3 separate regions of the Oryctolagus cuniculus genome follow, and all the other regions are linked to region 3. The links are chromatin contacts, called in public Hi-C maps. All regions are on one chromosome and are shown on one strand. Each heading gives the region's core, a stretch centred on a gene start, on an enhancer-like site or on the middle of the called end of the contact. The rest is flanking DNA. Distances are from core to core; before and after follow the strand shown.

Region 1 (4,191 bases), core at 1,594-4,093, 260 kb after region 3:
TTAAGGAGAGGAACAGAATCATTTGTTTCCAAAAGGGGGCCCTCTACAAGAAGCTCCCGGAGGGCCAGAAACCATTTTAATAGCATCTTCTCTGTGCTGAATTGTGTCTTCGTTCTACACTGCGGCTTTATTCTCTGCCCCTTTGACACAGCCAGCTGCCTTTCACATTCCAGCTCAGAAACAGGCTGGCTTCAGGCTGTAACAGGCACCAGCTTCCAAAGCCCTTTCTCCGCATGACTCACGGTGGCCTGTGGGAGCCCGGGAGCCCCACACTGCAGCTCTGGGACCTCCGTTCTCTCGGCGAAGTGCATCTGTGTGTGCGAAGCTCCAAGCGCTCCAACAGTTAAGTCTCCTGCCTGACGGTGGAGTGAAATAATTAATTGCACAGTGGAATGTCTGGTTCAGGTTCATCCTGTTATCAACTCAACAGACGGAGAAAGTGACATCATGCACCCCAGCTCGCCTTTGATGCTGGAGGTGCATACCAAGACATTGTAGTCCTGCACTCTGGGCAGGAAGCGTTACCCTTGGACAGGACCGTCTGCGAAACTATTTTAAAAAATAATAATAATAGCTTGAGTCGACGGTTTCTTCACTAGAATTTGGAATGCATTTGCTCAGATGGTGAAGCTGGAAGGTTACAAAAGGAGTGGAGATGAATTGCCCCAAATGTCTTGAAATTTAAATGCCTTCTACAAAGCACCAGTATGGAGGGTTGGAGGCAGAGGGGTGGGCCGGGGGGGGGGGGGGTTGCTCACAAGCAGGTTTCCATGTAGGCAGTGAAGCAAAGCTGTTCAGCACTGGGCACTGGGGGCTCCTGGCTTGAGTATCCCATGCCCCCAGTCTGCTCGCTGGCTGCTTTTCTACTCCTATGTCAAAGTGCTTTAGAAACCAGCTATCTTTTTTTTTTCTCTCCATGAGTGACAGCTCTAGGAACTCTCCATGTGGTTCTGAGCTGCGTGCAAAATCATCTTACTTTTAAGACAAAATGCATTAGCTTCCTGTAGCTGTCTTAGCCCTTTCTACTCCCCCCTCCCACCCGACTGTCTCTCCCCTCCCTTTCTCCAACTCCTCAGCACTAAATAAAATGCTTAGAAAATGAAGGGCACAGCTGCCCTTTCTTCCCATTAAAACAATCAAGAATAATGGTGAATTTAATATATTTGATTAGAGAAACTCCAATTTTGCGCACTTGAATCAGCTGCCTTTGTCTTCAGCTCCCGATGGCCCGGTTTCACTGGAATGTCCTCTCCTGTCCACTGCCAACTCACCCAGGCTGGGAGAAAATTCAGCCTCTGAAAGCAACTGCTTGGCATGCTCAGAGGCAGGCTATTTATGCCGCAGAAGATGCCATGCCCACTTCTCCCTAATCAGAGGGAGCCCCACTTCATTAAACCATGGTCACTTACCACTGACCTCAGAGCTGTAGCACCGAGAGGTTTGAAGTCCTCTTTAGCAATGTTAATTTTTTATGGATTTTTATTGCTTTGCTTCATTGATATTCACGGTTGAAATTCAGGCCCAGATTCTGTACACATAATATGGGAGATTCTGGTGCTCAACTTGCACAGAAGAAATTCAGAGAATAATCATCCATTTACATATGGAGTCTCATTCAAAGAACAAATAGAAGCCTACTGGAAAATAAGAAAAAGTGTCATCATTTGCCCACAAGGGGTTATTAAAATGTCTGCAACACTGCCCAGACAGCCCAACCTTGCAGAGTGCTGGGTGGCATGGAGAATGCTACTTGTTTGCACTTAAGAATTTACAAAGATTTTTAGGAAGGGCTCTTGCCCAGTAGTCTAAATAAACAAATGCTACAGGAGCAAGTATAAGAACAAATTAAGGATGAGAGTTTAAATTACTATCAATGGAATATTGGAACGCTGCAGAGTTTGTTGGGTTTCCTTCATTATATTCCGATCTCTATCACCATCAACGTCAGAGATTGGGATTTGGGATGGACCAGGTCACAAAGACTGTTAAACTCATTTGCTACACTTTTATAAAGAAAATGCCCCATGTCTGCTGGTATTCGCTCCACGTCAGCCTCCTAGCTGAGCCCCTGCCCAGTGATTCTCCACCCAGACTCTGTGGTAGGAAATTAAAGCCTAAGGTCATGGCCAAATAGAAAGAGCATCCAGGTTCCTGAGCCTCAGCACCCACGCCTGGTCAGGGAGTCGGCCTGTCAACAGCATTGGCAAGGGATGCAGAGGCCTCTGCTAGGCCTTCCCCAGTGCTGGCTGAGCCTCACGCCCACTCTGCAGGGAAGGGCAGTGGGGTTGGCGGTGGTCTCATTCAGAGACCAGTGTGTCCCCGTCGGCTCTGCACGACTGGAGAACCCCAGTGCCCTGAGGAGGCCTCTTGTGCACTGACTCCACACCCAAAGGCCATCTGGTAAGAACCAGCACAGTGCCCCCAAAGGGCCAGCTTCCCAAGAGCAGCCCCGGCTGCCAGGTTCGGAGCCACGCCGCAGCAAAGGGCTCCAGCAGAAGCTCCCAGCAGGGCTGGGGTGAGTGAGCGCCGCGATTGTCCTCAGGTGTTGCCCAACCCTTTCCAGAAGCTGCGAAAACCAAGCTCAGGAGGCTGAGGCCCACACAACCCCCACGATGAATAAGGTAACTTTGGTGGCAAAAACACAACAAAGCGCTGGGTGCATTTTGCCTCCCCTTTCAGAGTAACAGTGGAGTTTAAAGATTCCTGTTGTGTAAGAATATGAAAGGAATGTCCTATCCTATTATGGCATTGTGTTATAATAATGGAATCCTCTCCCCGCCCAGTCTGGCTTACTGTGGCCCAGACCTTGCCAACAGTTACTCAGTTCCACAGTGTGTGAGTCGCAGCGGGGAGGGAGGACAGAATCGGGACCCTGGCCCCCCAGCCACACTCCTGCACAGTCCACCCAGACCCCCACACCCCATGCAGGCAGTGGGACTGTGCCCTCGGACAGCATGGGGAGTTTAATACTTGGATAACTGCAGCTGTGTGAACCGCTCATTGTCTCTGACGCAACACACAATGGGTTCCAGAAAAGGAAAACAAAATACTCTTTAAACAGTGTGCAGCATTCTGTTTGGAAACCAAGAATCCAGGCCAGAGGATTTTCCTTGACAACCCAGAACAGGGGTGCCTGCGCCGGGTCCCCTGAGCACCAGCATCTGACAGAGGTTCTCCAGAAGTTACAGATACGGAGATTCTCCTTGAATAACCGAGGAGAAAACAGGATTTGTTGTTCACGTCAACACAAGTCTGAAGGATCCTGGAGGAGGAAAGGGTGACAGGTCCTTTTCCAGGAAGGAAGGAATTTCAGCTGCAGCATGAGGGCCTCAGGTTAGACGTGAGGAAAGTTTTCCAGCCTGAAGAATGTTGGGCTCTGCAATGTGCGCAGAAAGAGACTGCTGTAACACTGCTGAGGGCGGACTGGGTCTGACTGGTGTGTGTGTGTGTGTGTGTGTGTGTGTGTGAGTGTGTGTGCATGTGTGCAGGGGGTGGAGGGGTCCCTTAGCTCCTACGCAAGCCTGTGTGGCTCAGGTGGTGGTCACAGAGCTGTGTTTTCTTTTTTTTTTAAACCAATAGCAATCTTTAATATTTTACTCAGCCCTTAGCTTTTCTCTCATTTCCACATCTTGGTGCTGTGGTTTTGTTTGGGGCTGAGATTCCCAGTTGTTAGGCTCTGTGGTGACATCTCTTTCAGAGTCATGGGATTTGTTGGACGGGCAGTGCTATCCGTCTCCTTGGGACCACATCAGTCCCCTCACCCCAACCATAGCGTTCACCTCAGAAATGCCTCTCAGAGTCACCTCCTGCCCTCCTGCCAGGCACAGAGCTGCCAGTTCTCAGTGCTGAGCAATGGCCATGGATGGTGTGTGTGTCTGCTTATTTGTTTGGGGTTTGATTTTTTTCCCCTCTTTCTTAATAGAATGCACTCAATTGCACACATGTTTTCAGAAGCCAGGCCAATCCTCCTCCACACAGGGTGATGTCAGCCACCCCAGGAAGCGTGTGGTGCCAAGAAAGCTTCAGACAGAGGAGGAAGTAGTCAGAGATCTCCCCGTGAAGGGGTCTGTGCCCACTGGACATGAAAGAGGAAGGCTTCCTGTGCATGAAGGCCCAGAGGATCTGAAATCTGGCCTCCTCGCTGCCCTGAGGCTAACGGTGGCCAGCCAGGCCTGCTCGGGTGGGGATCCA
Region 2 (4,147 bases), core at 381-2,880, 200 kb before region 3:
AATATTAGCATGGAGCTGGATGAGAAGTGAAGCAGCCTGGACTCGAACTGGTGCCCATATGGGATACTGGCACTTCAGGCTGGAACTTTAACCTGCTGCACCACAGCGCCAGCCTCTCTTTTTCTCCCTTCTTAAAGTGGGATATTGCATAACTGTTTTTCAGACTTTGTCCTGTTGTAATGTATTGATTTAAATATAGTCAGGAACATGTTCAGATACATTCCCATCTAAGCACAGATTTAGTTACATTCATAAGATTTTATGTCTCATATTTTAATTACCTTTTGCTTCAAAATATTTTCTAACTTCATAGTTATTTTATATTTGACTCAGATTATTTAGAAAAAATATAATGATATATTATTATGATTATCTCATAGTCATCTTTTTATTGATTTCAAGCTTACTGCCACTGCAGGCAGAAAATATATTCTACCACCATATTTTATTTTTTACTTGCTTTATGGTGCAGCATATAATCTATTATAATACATTACCCTCTTTAGACTTGAAATGATAAATTTTTCTCTAGATGTTCATTACAGTGCTCTACATATGTCAAAAGGATAAGTTTAGTTAATATTATTCAACTCAGTCATAGTGCTTCTGATTTTTAATCTGCATGGTGTACCAGCAGTGATATTGGATTTATCTATATTTCCATTTTTTGTGTTTTATCAATTTTTGCCTTATATGTTTTTAGGCTGTTTCCAATTATTTAAATTTTATTCATCAGGATCTCTTTGATCCGTGAGTTACTTAGAAGTATGCTATTTGCATTTTTGTCTTTAATGTTTTTAGCACAGGAGTGAGGCAATGAAATTTGTTTCTTGAAAAGAATAATCTATGTGGGTATTTTTCCTTTTGCCATGCACCTCTGATATCTCTCTTTTGTCTCTCTCTCTCCCCCCGCTCCATCTTATTCCTCCCTCTCTTTTTTCCCCTCTATTCCAGTTATAAAAATAAACTGTAGATTCATCAGTTAAGTCAATCACTGCTATATGAACAACTGACAGCTCCGATTGTTTTGTTCCTAATGTAAATTAAGTTAAATCCTCACCACATATTAAGGTACTGCTCATATTATTCAACTTTTCTCTCAAGCCCTGAAATGGGTGACTTAGATTATGTTGGCCCTGGCTGGATTTTGAATACTAGCATTGACTTTAATCTCTAAAAGATCTTGGTTTCTTACATACTAGAGGTAATCTGATTTCATTTGCAGAAATGACTTTACCTCAAAGTAAATTATGGTACTTATTCACATTAACAAGTAAACAAACAAATATGTCACATGAATTTTCAGTTTCTGGTTTTCTGAGATAAAATGAGAATCATTTTTTATAATTGAGTGCTGCAACTTTCCTTCTAGATGGGAGCATTCTCTTACTTGGTAGACATTATGCTGTTTTTTAAATTAGCCATAATCTGGAGTCTAAACTTAATGTAAAATTCTGAGTTTGGTTTCTATCCAATATCCTTAGAGAAATTTTCATAGGACTTTGGTGGTCAGCAAAGGAATTATTGGAATAAAAATATCACAGCGTCTGTGCAGTGTGCAGAGTGAAGAAGGAATTACTCTCTAACCAAGCACATATTCTGAGCAATTAGGCGGAGTGCCAAACCATTAAGGCTCCAATGCCAAATGCCTGCAGGGAAGGTTCTGTTACAGGATTTAGCAACCAACCCTTGGCTCGCTTACCAGAGGGTGGCACTCCAGGCTTCCTGATAACTGTGCCAGCCTGGCTAAGACAGAACAGCTGCCACCAGGCCACTTCTGGCTTTCAGACACTCTTCCCCCATAATGTCTCTGTCCCCACCTTTCATGCCCATCTGCCCACCATCCGCCCGCTGCTTTAGTGGCGAGTACACAGTTGGGGGGCACCTTACAAGTGGAGTCATGACACCCAGGTGACACATTGCCTTCACCTTTTCTGTGTGTCCACCCCCACTAACCCTTCTCCAGCTTGGCAGCTTGAAAGGGAAGAGTTTTCAGTTCTCATTTCTTAACGTTTCAGTGGCTGCTGGAGCATCCAGGAAGCTGGTTGTAGAGGGGCAATACAGAGATTCACTCAGGGGATTACGGATACCCGGGCACCCCAGGTCTGCATTCCCAAACACCTAAGGAACAAGAGTCACCTTTCCAACTCCGAAGTTTCATTAGTATGAGTTGAAATCTTGTTCTGTCTCTTCCCCCATTTCACCCCATAATATTCTCCAAGTCCCCACCCAAAACCAGAATAGTGGAATATCTTACCAATTTGATTTTATCCAGAACAGAGACTTCTTATTTGTTAGAGCTAAGCATTTGGTCCAAGATTTTCTGATTCTTTCTGTGGGAACTTGAATCAGCACCCCTTCCCCAAGCTCCCACGGAAGAAGCAGATGGGGATCTTGGCAAGGTTTGGAAGTCCAGGACTTGGACAAGTTGAGAGTTCTATTTGCCAGGCTGAATTGCTTGTAATTAAAAAAGCTTATCCTCCTCCTTTCTGCACTTATGAACTTATCTGAGGAATCAACAGAGTATTTAATCATGCAAAGAAACAAATCTGTCCATATCGAGGAAAGCTTCTATTGAGTCCAGGCTTCTTTGGCAGAGAGGGTACAGTCCCAAGTTGTCCCTGCCCTGCTTTAGGGCAGAGATGCAATCCATGTTCTGTGCAGAGGTTGGGGCTGGGTATGCAATCCTCTTCCTTCCTTTTTTTCTTTCCTCCATCTTGTTACCTATACTGAGCTACAGTAAACACTCCACATGTTTTGGGTCCTGTGGGTGACACTGACACCAAATTGTGAACATTTATATGCTTTCTAATATGGAAAAGAAATAAGTCATTAGCCTTGATATTTTAATGTGCAAAGTTTTGGTGACAAAAATCTCCTTTGCTCCTTTTGGACAAAACCATCCTAATTGTCATGTGGTGCTACTGTAAGAACACTGAAAACACAGTGAGGTTTGACCCCATGTGGCTGTTGGGATAACAGAAGCTCTAGGTGTTGTCAGAGATCACTGGTGTTTTTTTGTTTGTTAAAAATCTTCCAGGGGCTGCACTGTGGCGTAGCAGGTAAAGCCACCGCCTGCAGTGTCAGCATCCCATATGGGTGCCGGTTCAAGTCCTGGCTGCTCTACTTCCAATCCAGCTCTCTGATATGGCTTGGGAAAGCAGTAGAAGATGGCTGATGTTCGAAAGAAGCTCCTGGCTTCCAATCGGCACAGCTCAAGCCATTGCAGCCCTCTGGGGAGGGAACAGTAGATGGAAAACCTCTCTCTGCCTCTGCTTCTCTGTAACTCAGCCTTTCAAATAAATAAATAAATCTTTCAAAGAAGTCTTCCAAAGGAGGTGAGTAGATGAGATCTTCCTTCCTTCAGTGGCTATTATGTGGGACATGGACAATTTCAGGAGTGGAAATGGAGGTAGCCGTAGTTGGGAACATTGTACTTGGGGCATCACCTTTGAGGAAAGAATAGCTTCATCTGTGTGTTTGTTAGGAAGGGTGGCATTTGCTGCATCCAGCCAGAGTCTGGTCATGCACAAGCCTCCAGGGCACAAGGGGAAGAAGTCCCTTGTATGATCCCCTTGCAGAGCAGCAAAAGCTGTGCCACTGCTTGGGAGTATTTCACCCCACAGTCATGCTGTGATTCATAGATTCCCCTGCCACCCCAGATTTCTGAATTCTGCTGCAAAAGCAACTGGGCTTGAGAAGTCCCAAATTTATGGCCTGCTTGGGTATCCATGCTAGGGAGATGGCAAAGGCCTAAAAGATGTTCCCTAAACCAGAACTTTGTCTTCCACATGCAAACCACCTAGCGAAAGATGAGACCTAGTTCTTGCTAGTCATTCCCAACCCTGAGCCATCGTACGGGAGCTGGGGGTTTGCATTAGGAAAAGTGTCCCTTAGGAACCCTGTCTCCTGCTGTTGAGGTGGCACTGCCAGACACTCTCAGGTCCCACCCACTCACATTCATTTATGCAATTTCTTTTTCTTGCAGTTTAACACTCTGTCTCTCTATCTCCTTCACACTCACGCACAATGAGATTTAGTAACCATTTTAATGAGGCAATTATATTTTAACTCTATTAAGTGCAATTATGTATGCTCTTAAATTGCCTCAGCTGGAGCAGCCTGGTGTTGATATCTCACTGGCACA
Region 3 (4,410 bases), core at 1,604-4,103:
GAGAAAGGTCTTCCTTTGGCTGTTGGTTCACCCTCCAATGGCCGCCGCGACCGGTGCACCACGCTGATCCGAAGGCAGGAGCCAGGTGCTTCTCCTGGTCTCCCATGGGGTGCAGGGCCCAAGGACTTGGGCCATCCTCCACTGCACTCCCTGGCCACAGCAGAGAGCTGGCCTGGAAGAGGGGCAACTGGGACAGAATCCGGCGCCCCGACCGGGACTAGAACCCGGTGTGCCAGCGCCGCAAGGCAGAGGATTAGCCTATTGAGCCGCAGCGCCGGCCGCACATTTGTATTTATGAAGTCAGGAAGTGACATCTCCCTACAAAATATTTTTATTAGAAGTGCTCACCAGGAAGAGTGTATTGATGGTTACATTTATTGTAACCATCTGACTCCAGCCCTTTGTTTTACCACCAGCATTACTTGTCTTCACCAGCGCTGTTCAAGTTAGTTTCTTCAGCCCCCTTCTCTTCATGAATGAACTGGTAATCAGAGTATATGAATGACTCAACAAAGATCACACACTTGTAAGTGACAGAAATAATACTTTAACCCAGATCCATGTGATCACAAATCTGTTCTTTCCCCATTCTAGGTTCCCATCAACCCTGGGTAAAGATGGTTGAGAGAAACGAAATAATTATGCTAGTGATGATAACCATAAAATAACAGCTAACAGTTATTGACATTTCATGATATGAGAAGCAATGTTTTAAATTCTTTATGACACAGTTTTCATAGCAACCACATTTGTTGAGTGCTCATTATGTGATAGATTATGTTTGAATATTGAATGTACTTATTGTTTGAAATGCTTTAGCTGCATCAAAGACTTTGAGTCATATAGTTTGAGACATACTGTCCCTACAGGTTAGGTAAGGAAACTGTTAATGTTCCCAGATCACTGTGCTATTATGTGGCAGAGCCAGAATTCAAAGGCAATGTGGTCTAGAGCCTCAGACTTATTTCTTTTAAGATATATTGTCTGTCTTCCACAAGGTGCCGAACAAGAAATTTGCCAAAGGCTACAGATTTGGCTAAATAGAAATTTCAAAGGGAGGCAATATTGGCAAAGACGAGAGCCATTTCTGAAATAAGAATGATATAAAAAGATCAGTCACAGACGGAGAACCATGAGGTTGTGCAGACTGGCCCTGACTAACTTTGGATTGTTTAGGCATTCCTACAAAATGCAAGAGCTTGAACCCTGTAGATCATTGAACAGGTAAAAAGAGAAACAACCAGAAATGAACGGAGCTGCAGTGGATCCAAATTTGTTAGGTCAAAACGTCCAACAGAGAAAACCATTGTCACAAGGTCAGGGCCAATCACTGCTTTCCAGGTCACAGAGCTGAGCCTGGGCTGAGCCACCTGTCCTCACTTCTCATTACTGGCATGAGATTGTGAACCTACTGGCAGGGGTAGGAGGAGAAGGGGAGCCTGGGTCCCTATAACAGGGTTAGGCTGTTGGCCTATTGGGCAGTAAATGCGGATTTGTCACATCATTTTTCTGCTGGATCCAAGTGAGGCCATCATTTTCAGAACAAAATTGAGCAGATCACCTGTGCCAAGGGACCAGAGACTCATTATTTCAATGTTGCTGTTTCCCACTCTTTCTAATAGAAATCTCAGAATGTAGGGTGGTTTGAGTCTCTCAATTTTTTAGAGTATTTCTAATTAAATATACCATGAAATCTGTGTTCCACCCTAGGAGAAGTAAATAGATACTCTTTTCCACCTTTTACAGATTGTTCAGTTTGGCTATCCAGCTAAACATGTATAAAATATATTTAGGGGGCCAGTGCTGTGGCACAGTGGTTAAGCTGATGCCAGCAGCATTGATATCCCATATGGGCATCAGTTCCAGTCCTGGCTGCTCCACTTCTGATCCAGTTCCCTGTTAATGTGCTGGGAAAGCAGCAGAGGATGGCCCAAAAAGTTCTTGGGCCCCTGTACCCACGTGAAGGCCCAAATGAAGCTCCTTGCTCTGGGTTTCAGCCTGACCTAGCCCTGGCCATTGAGGCCATTTTGGGAGTGAAACAGCTGATATAAGATCTCTCTCTCTCTCTCTCTCTCTCTGCCTCTGTAATTCTGACTTTCAAGTAAATAAATAAATCTTTAATATATATATTTAGGATATTAGCCCCCCAGCTAAGCATGTATACATATACATAATTTAGAGGGGTGATCCAAGAAGTTCTGTGTGCTGATCAGCTATCTGTAGAGTATGAAGGAAGTTTCTGGAATCCAGTTTGGGTCGATGCCTGTTTCAGTTAGGGAGGGTCCCACTACAGGTCACGGACAACTGCATAGATGGTATAAACAATAGAAGGTTTGTTTACTGTTTCGGGAAATGCAGAAGGGCAGACTTCAGAGTCACTTTAATTCAGGGTTCCAGCTCTATTTCTCTGCATCTTCGTGTGGGCTTCATTCCCCCACAGCTTCCCTCTTAGCAGCAGCAGTCGCCATAGCCCTGTCAGACTTCATGTACACACACCACCAAATCCAGAGGAAGAGTGAACAACTCTCTCTTCCAGAGATCTCTTCAAGCGTCTGTAGGTCCAAGGAAATCCTTGCACTGGTTAGGTTAATCTTGGCATCTCAACCAATCAACGTCAGGGGGGACAAATCTGCTCCTGTCCTGGGGTTAAGCCACTGCCATGAGCTCTGGGAGGAGATATGAGAACCAGCCCAAAGCCAGGGCTCCATAGGCAGGGGAATGGGGTGAAATGGATTCAGGCAAGGTTATGCTTTATGGGCTATGGCAAGCTGCTTAGGAGCTTCCTGGACAGCTGAATTCTGCCAGGCCCTGAAAGGGTGATGAGCTCTATTGCAGTAACTCTGAAGGGAGCTCCCTGGAGCACAGCTGCCCAGGGAACAAGTTCACGGGCCTGTGTCCTGCTACAGGCTATGGCTGGGAAGAATGGCTTAGAGCTGTGACTCCCGCAGCGCTCCTGCAAAGGTACTGCAGTAGGATTTTGTTTTCAGTTTCCCCAAGGGTTGTTTTTGTGAAGTTCGGTGCATTCTGACAGCAGTCACTAGAGGGCTCACTGGGACTCCTTTCAGAGCTGCCCTCTGGAGGTGCGGATGAGAAAGGCGGTGCTCAGCTCACAGCCCTTGCAGCTGGGGGAGTTGGGGGGGGGGGGGACAAGTGGGTCAGGGGAGAACTCAGAGAAGCAGCCACAAGTATGAAAAAGCTGGTGGAGCTCTCAAAGACAATGTCCTATTGTCCCATGAGAATGGCACTTGGAGCAAGTACAGCTGTATTGCTGATGTGTGGCCACCAGCCACATGGAGTTATGGGGTGTTAGAGCTGTGGCTAACCCCCGCTGGGATGTGCTTTATATGCAAAATACTCTACCACTGGTTCACAAAGGCTAAGGATGAAAGAAAAGGGTATCTTGAGTTTTAAATATTAGTTATCGACTAGAATGATAATACTTTAATATATTGGCTTAAATAAAACATTTTATTAGAATTAATATCACCTGCTACCTTTTGGTTCTTTAAAAGAAGTGTGATATTGTGTGTATTTATAGTCCACATTGAATTGCTGTTGGCTGACGCAGGGCTTGGCTTTTTGCTAAGAGAGGTACTTGGGGGTGAGAGGGAGTGGAAGAACTGCTCACACTGACAAACTCAAAGACCTTTTTCCATAGTTTTCTTGACTGGGGTCGAAGTTCCATGTCACTAAGGTTTTGACGATGATGATGATACAATGCCTAAGAGGACAAAGATAACTTGCTCCCCATGAAATCCTCCCAGCTCTATCAGTTGCAGCCTTCATTTCTCTTGGTACTGCCTCCAGAGCAGCCATATCACCCAAGTGCTCATTTTGCTATGACAGTAGCTAATGTCACATCCCCACAATCACCTATCCTCACTCACAAAACACATGCCTAATAAGCCTATCTAAAACTTCACCATTAAAAGTCCTATATGTCGGATTAAACTCAACACCTAGCATTTTCATTGCATCCCACAGCTGCCCCATTGATTCTATGTGAATCAGAACAGATGATTAATGTCAAATCAAAAAATCTCACACAAGTCTTGATCACTTTTTTCTAGAATCAAAATGTTTGATCATTTAGCATTTAGAGGCTCGTGAAATACTCATGAAATACAACTGCTTGTATGCTCTGCCTCTTTAGAGATAGACACACCTGACCTTTCTGTTAACATCACCTATCACTGCTTTGTGTGTGTCAGACAGAAAAGTATTTGTGCATCACCTCCTGTTTTTGGAGCAACACAATGTAAACCTTCCAGCTTCTGCCTCACTACTTTTCAATACTTTTTATGTAACTTGCTGAAGACAGATAAATAATATAAGCTGTTAAAAAGGAAGCTTTCCAAAACTTTTGTCCAAGGCTAAGGCCAAGAATCAAAACAAGTAGCAATGAAAGCA

What was found. A called contact is a pair of places that touch in the nucleus more often than the background predicts.
Region 1: a Hi-C map of skin fibroblasts shows a contact between it and region 3, with 2.0 times the contacts expected there. The contact joins two enhancer-like sites. A contact is called at or near these places in 2 of 6 Hi-C or Micro-C datasets (embryonic fibroblasts and skin fibroblasts).
Region 2: a Hi-C map of skin fibroblasts shows a contact between it and region 3, with 2.4 times the contacts expected there. The contact joins two enhancer-like sites. A contact is called at or near these places in 2 of 6 Hi-C or Micro-C datasets (embryonic fibroblasts and skin fibroblasts).

The regions. Positions count from the first base shown.
Region 1 is chr9:73,303,498-73,307,688 of mOryCun1.1, reverse strand. LOC127487179 (a long non-coding RNA gene) reads right to left here. Exons shown (of 3, transcript XR_007913720.2): 3 at 1,069-4,191. Among named protein-coding and RNA genes, the nearest start is that of FOXO1, 470 kb to the right of the region's middle. Within about 2 kb of position 2,843, at least 4 of the 8 cell types and tissues checked have an H3K27ac peak or open chromatin away from gene starts, as enhancers often do.
Region 2 is chr9:73,761,509-73,765,655 of mOryCun1.1, reverse strand. No RefSeq gene overlaps it. Among named protein-coding and RNA genes, the nearest start is that of COG6, 120 kb to the left of the region's middle. Within about 2 kb of position 1,630, at least 1 of the 8 cell types and tissues checked has an H3K27ac peak or open chromatin away from gene starts, as enhancers often do.
Region 3 is chr9:73,558,409-73,562,818 of mOryCun1.1, reverse strand. No RefSeq gene overlaps it. Among named protein-coding and RNA genes, the nearest start is that of COG6, 320 kb to the left of the region's middle. Within about 2 kb of position 2,853, at least 1 of the 8 cell types and tissues checked has an H3K27ac peak or open chromatin away from gene starts, as enhancers often do.